Regions from separate parts of the Mus musculus genome. Here regions 2 and 3 are each linked to region 1. A link is a contact called in public Hi-C and Micro-C data. All regions are on one chromosome and are shown on one strand. Each heading gives the region's core, a stretch centred on a gene start, on an enhancer-like site or on the middle of the called end of the contact. The rest is flanking DNA. Distances are from core to core; before and after follow the strand shown. Region 1 overlaps Clstn1 (calsyntenin 1). Region 2 has its middle 46 kb from the start of Gm13070. Region 3 overlaps Gm42354 (a long non-coding RNA gene).

Region 1 (3,850 bases), core at 489-2,988:
ACAACTACTGCCCATCAACTACCCCAATGCTGTCACTTACACAAGGAAGCTCGCTCACCACTGCCACAGAGCAGCCAGTGAGCGAAGGCAGGCTTAGGGCTTCCTCCTAGGGTTTAGGAGTCAGGAAGCACTCTGACACATTCCATTTGACCTACCTAGAGTAGTTGAGGAGGCCAAGGAGGGATGGGATGGGGGGAGCTCTTTGGGTGTAAGCAGCGTCACAAAAGCTGTGTGTCTGGTCTTCAAACCCCATGGCAGTTGTCCCCAGCACGGCGACAGTGGTGATTGTGGTGTGTGTCAGCTTCCTGGTTTTCATGATCATCCTGGGGGTGTTTCGGATCCGGGCTGCACATCAGCGAACGATGCGGGACCAGGACACGGGGAAGGAGAATGAGATGGACTGGGATGACTCTGCCTTGACCATCACCGTCAACCCCATGGAGGTAGGCACAGAAGGGCCAACCACAAAGCGCCACGGAGACCCAGACCCTGGTCATGTGCTTGCAGGTTGGGTCAGTGAGATTAGATTAGGGGGGTCACCTTCAGATGAGGAAGCCCTTGCTGAAGGCCTCCGTGAGTAGCATAGGCAGGCAACTGACGCTCTTGGCTTCTTTACCCCAAGATGTCCGTGGTATGACAGGACTAAGCTCCGCCCCTCTGCATTGAGCACCCCATCCCATGTGAGTGGTATCCATGTTGCTAATGAGAGCGTCACCTGCCGGGTCACTTTGGCGAGGCGACTCCCAGTACCACTCAGGCCCTTCTGTCACTGTGGGGTTGGCTGTGTTTTCCTTTGTGGCTTTTAGTAGATAGACACTGGGCGATGGGGCTACAGGCTAGATTTACGCCGTCGTCTCTTTGCCAGACATATGAGGACCAGCACAGCAGTGAGGAGGAGGAAGAGGAGGAGGAGGAGGAGGAGAGCGAAGATGGGGAGGAAGAGGAAGACATCACCAGTGCCGAGTCTGAGAGCAGTGAGGAGGAGGAAGGAGGCCCCGGAGACGGCCAGAATGCCACCCGACAGCTGGAATGGGATGACTCCACACTCAGCTACTAAACCCGCACTCAGCGCCTGCTCTCCAGACTCTCTCCCAGCCCCACGGGTCCACGATGTACAAAATCATTTTGACCAGCAGGTCTGCAGACCCTTCCCCCACTGCTCAAAGTCCTCCCGTGCTTGGTGTGTGGGACCACCGGCTCCACCCTCCCCGCCCATCACCATTGCAGTTTTGCTAGAAGCTGGCGCTTCCTCCCCAGGGCAGGGGCCCCACAGCACCTCAGACCCCAAGTGTGTCTGGAGTTCCCTGTCGGCCAGGGAGAGGACACCAGCACCTGGGACCTCCAGAGAAGCCGCACTGAGCGGACTTGTCGACAGAGGGTGAAAAATTACTCCCACGCAGTCAGTAACCATTTCTCTTATTTTTAAAAGTTTTTTTATTTTTTTTTCCCAAACTAGTGCATGTATAAAGTGGGAGAGCAGAGGGGGTTAATATGTAGATGGCCAACCGACTTTTTAATATTTTGTAAATAAATTGGGATTCTGTGTGTCCTCTGTGCTAGTAGTCCAGGACAGGAATGTAAAGTCAGAATGCGGGGCCAGGAGGGCCTCTTCCTCCCTCTTCCCTCCCAAGAAACCAGGTTGGAGAGGCCCAAGTCACTGGGGCCCACCCTTGCTAGGGTTTCCGTACAGCCACGTGGCCGGGGCCATGGCTTTCAAGTGCTGTCTGGGGGGGCCAGCCCCACGAGCCTCCAACCACATTAGAGGCTGGGAACAGCCAGGATGTTGCCAAAGCCCCTGGCCTTTCCTGTACACGCCTGTGACTGGCAGCCACATGGTTTCTGCTTATTAACGTGAGCCTCCCTGTTGGTGAAATGGTGTAGCTGGGAACGGACAGCAAAGGTGCAGGCGGTCAGGCTCCTCGCTTGGAAGACCACGGTTCTGAGCAAGTCTGCACAACAGCACCAAAAGGAGACCCCGAGGCCCAAAGATAAACTGCTACAATGCTCCAGAACAATCTTTTCTCTCCTCCCCAGAGGCCCCATGGGATGCCGCGTGCTGTTGGGTTTGGGCTAAGATCTAAGACCCAGCAGATAGGAGACAGCAGGTACCACCCACACAGCACAGCTCTTCATTCACAGTCAAGAGTTTAGACTGCTCCAGCTGGGACATCCAGTCCTCGCTGCTGTTGCTGCTAGTTCGAAGGATGCCGCCGTGCTGTCTGTGGCCGCCCTCCCATGTCCTGTCCCCTGTAGCTGCTTTCTTAGATGGAAACAGGCTAACGAAGAGAGGGACACTGTCGTGTCAGTAGCCGCAGGGTCCCCTTTAAGATGTGTATATCGACACTAGGTCAGAAAGTGTATGCGTTATAATAAAGTTCTGGTTCTAACTCCAGCCTGAGTGGGGTCCATTCTGTCATGTTTGTTGGGTACGGGTTGGGGCAGGGGTTGAGGGATTTATGAAGATAGGCTGGGCTCAAACTTAAAGCAATCCTCCTGCCTCTGCCTGCTCAGTGCTGGGATTACAGATGTCCACCATGCCGGGCAAGGATTATTAATTTTTATGGTACTAAGGAATGTACCTGAAGCTTTGCACTTCGCAGACAAGGGCTCAACCAGTACACTGTATCCCCCCAAGTCCCCTTGTTATTTGAGCCAAGAACTTAAGAACATAAAAACGTTTTTATTTCTTTTCACCTGTCTTTACCTGTTGTGTCAAGGTTGCACAAACTGGTCTCAGCCCCCATCAATGAGAGGAAAAAACTTAACAAAAAACCCGTCTTCCAGCCAAGTACACACCCAACCCAGAAAGGCCGAGCCTGTGCAGAATCTGCAGCCACACCAGAGAGCACCTAGACTCTTTTCAATAAATAACATGGCATACATACATACACACACACAGACACGTTTCCTATTTCAGAGTTGGTGGGGCAGACTAGGGGTTCAGCGGGTGCTGCGGAGGCACCACCGCTCACTGCTGGACCCTGGGCTCATCAACATGAAGGGGCTCCTTGAGCCATGTTCTGGGCTGCTGGCGAGACAGCGGTGATGGTTCTCAAAGTCTCAGAATGCTACCGGGAGATCCAGGTCCTGAGGTGGCAGCTGATACATGGAGATGTGCTTGGGGTGGGACGATAAGCATGTGCGACCCCTGAGCTGGGCTCTCTAAAAGCCGGGCGGGTGGCTGGCGTTTGGATCCCTGGGAGGAGGCCGAGACTGCGTTTCTCGAGTTCCTCTGACTGCCCAGACTACACTGAATTCCGTTCTCGTCCTTGCTCACACTTTTCGAGCCTAGCTCCCCAGCTGCCTTCTGCGATTTCAGCTCTGGAAGAGATCAGTCCTGTCCGTCCATAAAGCTGCCTTGTGTGCCCCTCACACGAACTTCGAAGAGGACTTCAATTCTGGCTGGCCCTTCGTCTTGATTCGTGACCACACGGAGCTAAATGGGGCACCGGTCTGAGTGCTTCAAGGCCTGGAATACACTAACTGTAGTGGAGGCCAGGTCCCTTACCCCAGCCATCGGGGTAAGGGACAGAGTCTACATATCGTGTTCTTACCCGCAAATGAGAGGTGAGGGCGTTCCCGTACCCAAACCCAAGAGGTCGCTTCAGCAGTGCCGAGCAAGTGTGCCTGAGTCTAGAGGGAAGCTCCTGGCTTCCTCAAGAGCTGCCGGAGGCTTGGTTGGGTAGGCCACACAACGGTGGCCGGAGGTGAGCTGAGGATGGAGGCACCAGGTGACCGCCAGGCTTGTTCCAGGCAGCCTGCTGGGAGCCTGGGAAGAAGGCCCCAAGAACTGTCCTTGCTGGGCCAAGACCCACAGGTTGGAAGACTAGGGGTTCGATCCTCAAGGTGC
Region 2 (3,850 bases), core at 768-3,267, 210 kb after region 1:
TGAGATGCTGCAGCGTTTCTCTGGCTTGCTTTGAGCCGCCGGCGGGCGATACCCGCATAGTGCTCTGTTCATCTTGTCGTTAATATCCATTGGCGTGCCTCCACCATGCCTAGCCTCTCTGACTGCTACATGAACTCACAAATCGCTGTTGCTAGCAAGCTGGCCATCTTCCTAACGTGCTCCTGAGCTCTGTGGGCCAAGGAGAGCCTCAGCCACGCGTTCTAGAGTCACAGGTAACACAGAACAGGCCACTGTGGACTTGAGAATTTTGACTATGTAACAGACCTGGCAGGAATGAAGATATTCTAAAGAGATACTGGGCGCCAGACCCGGGAAAGGGGGGAGACTGTCTTCTAGAGAGATCTACACAGTCCTAACACCTTGCAGATGGCCCTGCAAAACAGACTGGAGCGGATCACGGGTGGGACCACACCTTTCTGGAGACTGATTAGTTATGCATAGCTCCTGTCTTCTCTTTAAACAGAAACCTCATGTTAGAACCCTGAAGACGGGTTTATAGGGTACAGGACCTCTTTGTCCCTTTTCCTTACGTGGCCATGTCGCATGAATCTTCTTTTCTGCTTTTTACTGTTATTTGTTTCTGTAACTGACTCACTGGGGACAGGATGCTGAGTCTAGATTGTCAGGGCTGCTAGGACCTAGGCTCTGACCCCGGCAATGCCAGTAACGATAGAGCAGCCATTCTGCACTATGCATTGTGCAGATATTCCCAGTGGGTTGGGTTTCCTATGCGGATCGCACTATCTTTGCCACAAATGATAGCGCGGCTCGCTGATAAAGTTGAGCACCAGCTGTGCTAGGCAGTTGTTACTACTCATTAAGACAATAATCTAGGGCCCAGCAGGGAGCTAAGAACCAACTTGAAATTGAATCCTAGCCCCACTTTTTTTTAGATCTTTTTATACAATATATGCTAACCTTACTTTCCTCTTCCCCAACTTCTTCCAGATTCTACCCACCCAAATCCATACCCTTTCTTTCTCTCATTAGAAAAAAAAAAAAGGCACGTAAAAAGAAAATAGAATTCAAACAAACAAACAGGAAGAAGAGAGAGAGAGAGCCAGAAGTGCAAAAGAAACACGTACTGATGCAGAGACACACACCCACACGCAGAAATCCTGTAAAAACACAGAATCAGAAACCATACTGTATAAGCAAAGAGCCTCTTACCTCTTAATTAATATGTGATCTTACCTCTTAATTAATATGTGATCTTAGGTGAGCTAAGACCCTCTCTGTAGGTCAATTTAATGATTCTTAAACATATTCACAAGTCCACCTCCTGAGGTTTTGAGAGCTTTTCTATTTTCTTTTGTCTTCCCATCGATAAAATGGAAAAGTGTTGTGCATTTAAGGCCAGCCTGCTCTGTATAGCAAGTTGCAGGACAGGCAGAGCTACATAAGACCCTGTGTCAAAGGAAAAAAAAAAAAAAAAAAAAGGAAGTGTGTGGGGGCCTCAGCAAACCCAGTCCTTATAGGGAGGCCAGCTTTGCTAATGGGAAATCAGTCCCCTGTTCAGCACATGGCTTCAGTGGTCACCCACAGATTCCCAAATTATCATAAAAGCAGCTTTATCCAGACACTGCATTTTGTGAGTCTGCACTCGGAGGCCAAGTTATATTTAAGCAGAGCTTCCCCTCCAATCCAGACAGCGGCTTGAAAAAAAAAAAAAAAAAAAAAAAACCACCTATGTCCAGAAGCAAAAGAATGCCTTTCCTTCGCTTGCACGGTGACTTGCAGCTGACTATGGCTGGGAGTTGGAGGGTGGCCTAGAGCCGGGGCTGGATCCTGCCTGGGATCTTGTCTGAGGAGCCGCCATGTGCTGTCAGGTCTCAGAGCCAGTGTCTGACTTCCTTGTTACCACAAGGCCTGTGGTTTCCAACTCTGTCTGCATCTGAGTCCCACTTAACCAACAGCGGGAGAGAAAACAGACGCGAACGCCGGCAGCCACACACAGCCACCCAGACGCGCGCAGTCTTCAGAGGAAGTGGAGCACCAGGTGTTCTGGGTTTCCTGTTCGATGCTTCCACAGCTGGTTGAGTCTGTGGCTGTGGTTTGTCTGTCTAGGGCTCATGTGAAAGACAAACGCCTGGCTGACGGGAAACCTTCCCCCATCTCTGACTGATCAGTTATACAGAAATCTGGCAGATCAGAGATTTCCTGAAACACTCAGACCCGGATTCTCCCAGAAAGACGCCCAAGTCCCCCTCTCCCCAAGGAGCGGCCATAAGCTGTTGGGTGGCCTTCTTAGGACCTGGGGACAATGGAAAATACTTCAAATGTGCCATGATTTTGACCTGGTGAGCAAAAGGAGGCTGAGGCCAGGCTGCTTCAGACCCCAGTCCTGAGCCTGGCATAGAGTAGGCACTCAGAAAACACCTAACAAGGGCAGGCATGGTGGTAAATGCCTGTGGTCCCAGTGCTCAGAAGGCTGAGGCAGGAGGATGGATAGAGCCCAAGAATTGGAGTCCAGGTTTCAAACAGCAAGATCTTGTTTCAAGATAAAATAGGGGCTGAGAAAGGGCTCAGTGAGAGAAATGCTTGCAGCACACACATGGGAGACCTAAGTTTTTGTCCACAGAATTCACATAAAGGCCGGGCGTGGTGGTGTGTCCCTCTAACTCCAGCACTGGGATGGCAGGGTGTGTATGGAGGGAAGACCCTGGTAGCTTGGGCCACCAATCTGGCTGAAACAGCAAGTTTCAGATTCAGAAATAAGATGGAGAGGCAATTGAGGAGCGACCTACCAACCTATCAATGTAAACCTCTATATGCATCCACTTGGGCAAATATACACACACATTCACATGTGCATATATACCTTACACACATGCATACAGTCTCTCTCTCTCTCTCTCTCTCTCTCTCTCACACACACACACACACACACACACACACACACACACACAAGTAATACAACACAGCCACTCATGCAACATCTGGAGGAATAGCTGAAGGGTCCACTATGTCTCTGGGAGTTGGGTCTAAAAGCCCCGGCTTAGCATCATGTTTCATATGCAGCTTCGGATTTTAGCAGACAAGGCTTTGAGGCAGTGCTATGTTGCTGATTTCCTGATTGCAAGTCCTTTAAAGCCACAGGCCTGCTTTTCTTATCTGCGCAAGAGATACTGCTTCCTAGGGGTGCATGGATTTGCTTGGCAGAGTCATGCCCATAGCAACCCCTCAGTAAGGCTGGCTCCCTCTCTCTCCTTGCAATGATGCAGTTTATCTAGGGAGAGGTTACTAAGCAAACAGGGTGGAACAGATAACAGCCAGGTAACCATAGTAACGATGGTCCTGGGACACCTGCTTGTGGAGCATGGTGTACAGCAGGGTACTAATGTTTGCGGGGATGTGTGTGTCATCAGGCCATCCTGGGCCTCTAGGCTCTCTAAGGAGGCTCCTATTGTTCTCCTCTGGCTGTGCAGTGGGGTTAGGGGTTAGGGGTGAGTATGGCTTAGTCTCCTTAGTGACCACCAGCGGTTATTTTAATCCTTGATTGCTACTGTTACTATTCAGTATGCACTGGAGTCCCTTAACAAGGGTCCCTTGATGCAGCAGGCCTCACAGGTCTGTCCTTCACCTGTATCTCTGCCTATGAAATGCAACATCCGCAACTGACCGTGGACATCAGTTTTGTCTCTGGAATGGACCCATGAGGTTCAAGTGTCATCTCTGATATTTATCTGTGCAGTGTTGGGCAAGTTCATGTCATCTCTCTGTGCCTCTGTAAAGACGGCACATGTGCCTTTAGGTAAAATGACAACTGGATGGTGGGGAGCTGGGGACACCACACGAAGGTATGCCTAAAGCATCCAGATGCAGTGGC
Region 3 (3,850 bases), core at 674-3,173, 150 kb after region 1:
GGGTATGGCTTGTTTGAGGAGTGATGCAATGTTTGAAAATAGATTGTGGAGGTTGTGTAACTCCATGAAGATACTGATGGCATTGGATGCTACAAGGGAAACTGGTGAATTGTGGGGCACCTGGATAACAGCTCGATAAAACTGTTTAGCAAAAGCCCAACTTCAAACAAAACCCTCTGATTAGTTAACTAACTAGTTAATTAATTAATTTTGGGGGCTGGGGATCATACCTAGGGTGTGCATGCTGGATAGGATTCCTGGAGCTGCTGGCCAGCCAAGCCTAGCTGAGCTGTATACCCCAGCCCCAGGAAATATTCATTTAGGTTAGAGTTATTCATAACAGAGGTGTTTCTATAAATCCCCCCAGGACTTCAGTCAGAGTCTGAGTCCCTTTCATGAACACAGTAGTTTGGGTGGAGTCCTTCCAGCCGGCTGGCACAGGGCCTACTGAAAGCTCACCCAAGGGTGTGTATGCAACTCTAGTGACATGCCATAGGTATCCCCAAGTCTCAGGCTGTGGGGTGAAGGGGATTGCATGGGAATAAGAAGGGAGCAAAGGGCTGGCAAGAAAGCCCAGCTGGCAAACTGCTTGCCTTTGCTGCAAGCAGGAGGACTTGGGCTCTATCCCCAGAGCCCATGGTTAAAAGCTAGGTGCTCTGGTGTGCTGGGGGTGCAGATAGGGTTCCTGGGACTGCTGGCCAGCCAAGCCTAGCATGATTGGCAGGCTCTAGGCCAAAGAAAAACCCTGATTTTTGTTTGTTTGTTTTGTTTTGTTAAAAAAAAAAACCAACCCAAGCAGGGACTAGGAATGGTTCAGTGGGTAGAATGGTCACTGGGCAAGCATGGGACCTAAGTTTAGATACCCAACATTATGCGAAAGCCGGGCATGATGGTCCCTGTCTATAATCCTTGCATTGGGTTGGGAGGAGGGTGTTGGGGATTAGGGGGGCAGAGATAGGCCAATCGCAGAACTTTCTGGCCATGGTGTCTAGATGAATGGTAAGCTCTAGGTTCAAAGGAGAAGACAGTGAGAGGAAGACACCTACCACCTAACACACACACACACAAACAGAGGAGAGAGAGAGGGAGAGGGAGAGGGAGAGGGAGAGGGAGAGGGAGAGGGAGAGGGAGAGGGAGAGGGAGAGGGAGAGGGAGAGGGAGAGGGAGAGGGAGAGGGAGAGGGAGAGGGAGAGGGAAAGAGGGAGAGGGAGAGGGAAAGAGGGAGAGGGAAAGAGGGAGAGAGAGAGAGAGAGAATTTTGCAAGCAAGCACTGCAGGGCTCTGGCTCAGCCAGATGAAGACACTATTGCGGCTACAGAGTTAGGAACAGGATCCAAGCAGCCAGCCTGGCAGCATCAGAGCCCATCTGAGGCAAGTGCCACACAGCTCCTGAGGTAGAGCAGCCTCCACAGTGAGGCATGGCACCTTCCCTGGTATCATCTTCTCACTGTCACCAGTGGGTGTGGAAAGAACTAGATTTAGTGACCCTCAACTCATCTGTTAACTGGTCCCTGCCATGAGCGTGTCCCTCAGTGGTTGGAATTTTGGTCCTCTGTGGTAATGTTGGGAGGTCATAGACTGTCTTACGCTCTAGGCGGCTGTCTCTTCTTCTCTCACATGCTCCTTTCAACAAGGGACCATCTGCATGTGAGTGAGAGATCCCATCTCAAAAAGCCAACAGCAACAATGGTAAATGACAAAGGAAAAGAGAGATGCAGGTCTGGAGTTCAGGGGTCAGAGGCAAGTAACTGTAGCTTTGTGACAGTTCCCAGGCCAGCTGGGAGTTTGTCTGCCTGTCTCACCAGAATAAACAAACAGGCTCCCGGGAAGTCACATGGGGCTGCCTCTCTCTGCTCCCAGCCTTCCTCCCAGCTAGCCTGGGAGCCATCAGTCCCTTGGGGGTGGGGGAGGCACTGGACTCTTGTTGGTGGGTGGTTCCTGTTGCAGTCACGCACTCTAGGCAACAGGTCTAGTTGTTAGTGAGTCTGAGCAGGGGTAGGACTTGTTTGTCTCATGCTCTGATTTTTCTCTCCACGCCCCTTTCCCCTCAGTGAGAATCTGCACTTGAACAAATCCCAGCTCAAACAATGAATGGGTCAGCATCTGTTTACCACTGCCTGACTTTTATCCCACTATCCCTTGGGACAAATATATCGACCATGAGTATCAAACGTGGGCTCATGGTGTGGGGGATGACCCTTAAAACATCTGCCCCTAACTGTGTCCTTCTTTAGACAGGGGCAGAATGGAGCTTTGTTCTTAATTTACAAGTCAGAAGGAAGTCCTCAGAGAAAGCGCCTTTCAGCACCGTCTCAAGATGGTGCCAGGATTTTCCCATTTACGGGTGGGGGGTGGGGGTGGGGGCTCTTCTACAAAAGAAATCACGAACTATTTTTCATAAAGACCACCCAGGCAGACTTTATAATACAGTTGAAACTTTTAAAAATATTTATTATTTTTAAATTTTTGAGTGCATGGGTGGGTGTGGGGGTGTGGGGTGCATGCACGCACAAAAGCACAATGCAGGTAACTTAGAGGCCAGAAGAGGGCAGATTTCTCAGAGCTGGCATTACGGGTGGTCATGAGTCATTCCTATAGGTGCTGGGAACCAAACAGTAAACCTACCATGTGTTCTAACTGCTGAGTCTCTCTCCAGTCTAGGAATTAATTTTTTTGTGTGGGGTCCAAAAAATGTCAGACTTTTGACCTCTCAGCTCTGAGGAGAGCTGGCTGGGCCAGGTGCAGCTGTCTTTCCTTAGCCTCAGAGGGAAGTGTGTGTGTGTGTGTTTGTGTGTGTAGAAGGCAGAAATTAAGAGTACATGTTTTTTTTTTTTTTCACTCAGTCTTCATATTTTTGAGACAGATTCTCTCATGGAAGTTTAGTAACTTTGTTAGGCTGACTTGCCAGTGAGTTCCAGAAGTCCACGGGTACCAGACCTCTGGCAGTCCTGGGACTCTAGATGTGCATCACATGACCGATGTGTTCACAAGGACATTGGTCATCAGAACGCAAGTCCTCGTGCTGGGCCGCAGGCGCTGCATTGACGGAGCCGGTTCCATGGTCTCTCAGGGGGTTTTTAAACTGAATAGTGATGACTGGTCTCGGGCAGTGGTCAGCCGTTGATGTGTTTACAATGGAAAGGAAGGGAAAGCGGGGAAGCTCTGACTGGCATCAGCGCCGGAGCCAGGGAGAGGTCATCGAAGCTGCAAGCAGCATCCTGGGTAGCCGCACAGGATAGCCGCTAAAGGGCGCTGGGATTGGCTGCTGTACTTCCCTGCCTCTCGGATCTGACCTTGACTCCTCTGTGACTCATTCATATCTCTTTCCACAACACTGCAGGGTCTGAGGACAGTGGCTGGCTGGATCTGGTTTACTTTTTTGTATTCCCAGAAGCAGGATGAAGGATCAGCCCAGTTTCCCAGGAAATGTGTGCGCTGTGGAGGCCGCTTGCTGTGGTCTCTGGGTTGTAGCAGAGCTCAAAGAGCTCAGAGTTAGAGAGAGGTAAGAAGCCGTGAAGGGGGGGGGGGGGCTGGAGAGATGGCTCAGCGGTTAAGAGCTCCAGAGGTCCTGAGTTCAAATCCCAGCTACAACCATCTGTAATGGTATCTGATGCCCTCTTCTGGTGTGTCTGAAGAGAGCTAGTGTGTATTCATAAAACAAAAACAAAACAATAAGAAGCTCTGAGGAGGCTGTGTGTGGGTGGAGGTGTGGGTGTGGGTGGAGGTGGGGGCTCTGCTATGGAGCCCGGAATGCACCCAGATTGCACAGTGTATGGGGTATGGATTCAGTAGGAAGATTAGACCTGCCCTGGTTCAAGCTGGTTCAAGCTGGCAGAGTCAGGGACAAGGCC

The links. A called contact is a pair of places that touch in the nucleus more often than the background predicts.
Region 2: a contact with region 1 is called in a Hi-C map of CD8 T cells, with 2.1 times the contacts expected there. The contact joins two enhancer-like sites. A contact is called at or near these places in 1 of 39 promoter capture datasets (pre-B cells), 1 of 484 Hi-C or Micro-C datasets (CD8 T cells) and 1 of 115 datasets of contacts at active chromatin or transcription factors (memory CD8 T cells).
Region 3: a Micro-C map of the G1E-ER4 cell line shows a contact between it and region 1, with 2.2 times the contacts expected there. The contact joins two enhancer-like sites. A contact is called at or near these places in 5 of 484 Hi-C or Micro-C datasets (the G1E-ER4 cell line, the N1E-115 cell line, cerebellum and 2 more) and 1 of 115 datasets of contacts at active chromatin or transcription factors (embryonic stem cells).

Annotation. Positions count from the first base shown.
Region 1 is chr4:149,646,508-149,650,357 of GRCm38.p6, forward strand. Clstn1 (calsyntenin 1) reads left to right here. Exons shown (of 19, transcript NM_023051.5): 18 at 259-443; 19 at 866-2,392. The coding sequence ends at 1,057. Pik3cd (phosphatidylinositol-4,5-bisphosphate 3-kinase catalytic subunit delta) reads right to left here. Exons shown (of 22, transcript NM_001164052.1): 22 at 2,661-3,850. Among named protein-coding and RNA genes, the nearest start is that of Mir7023, 7.1 kb to the right of the region's middle. Within about 2 kb of position 1,739, at least 56 of the 459 cell types and tissues checked have an H3K27ac peak or open chromatin away from gene starts, as enhancers often do. A contact at or near this core is called in CD8 T cells, the G1E-ER4 cell line and pre-B cells, where this site is marked.
Region 2 is chr4:149,854,609-149,858,458 of GRCm38.p6, forward strand. No RefSeq gene overlaps it. Among named protein-coding and RNA genes, the nearest start is that of Gm13070, 46 kb to the right of the region's middle. Within about 2 kb of position 2,018, at least 119 of the 459 cell types and tissues checked have an H3K27ac peak or open chromatin away from gene starts, as enhancers often do. A contact at or near this core is called in CD8 T cells and pre-B cells, where this site is marked.
Region 3 is chr4:149,796,973-149,800,822 of GRCm38.p6, forward strand. Gm42354 (a long non-coding RNA gene) reads left to right here. Exons shown (of 3, transcript XR_881588.1): 2 at 3,340-3,501. Among named protein-coding and RNA genes, the nearest start is that of Gm42354, 8.2 kb to the left of the region's middle. Within about 2 kb of position 1,924, at least 53 of the 459 cell types and tissues checked have an H3K27ac peak or open chromatin away from gene starts, as enhancers often do. A contact at or near this core is called in the G1E-ER4 cell line, where this site is marked.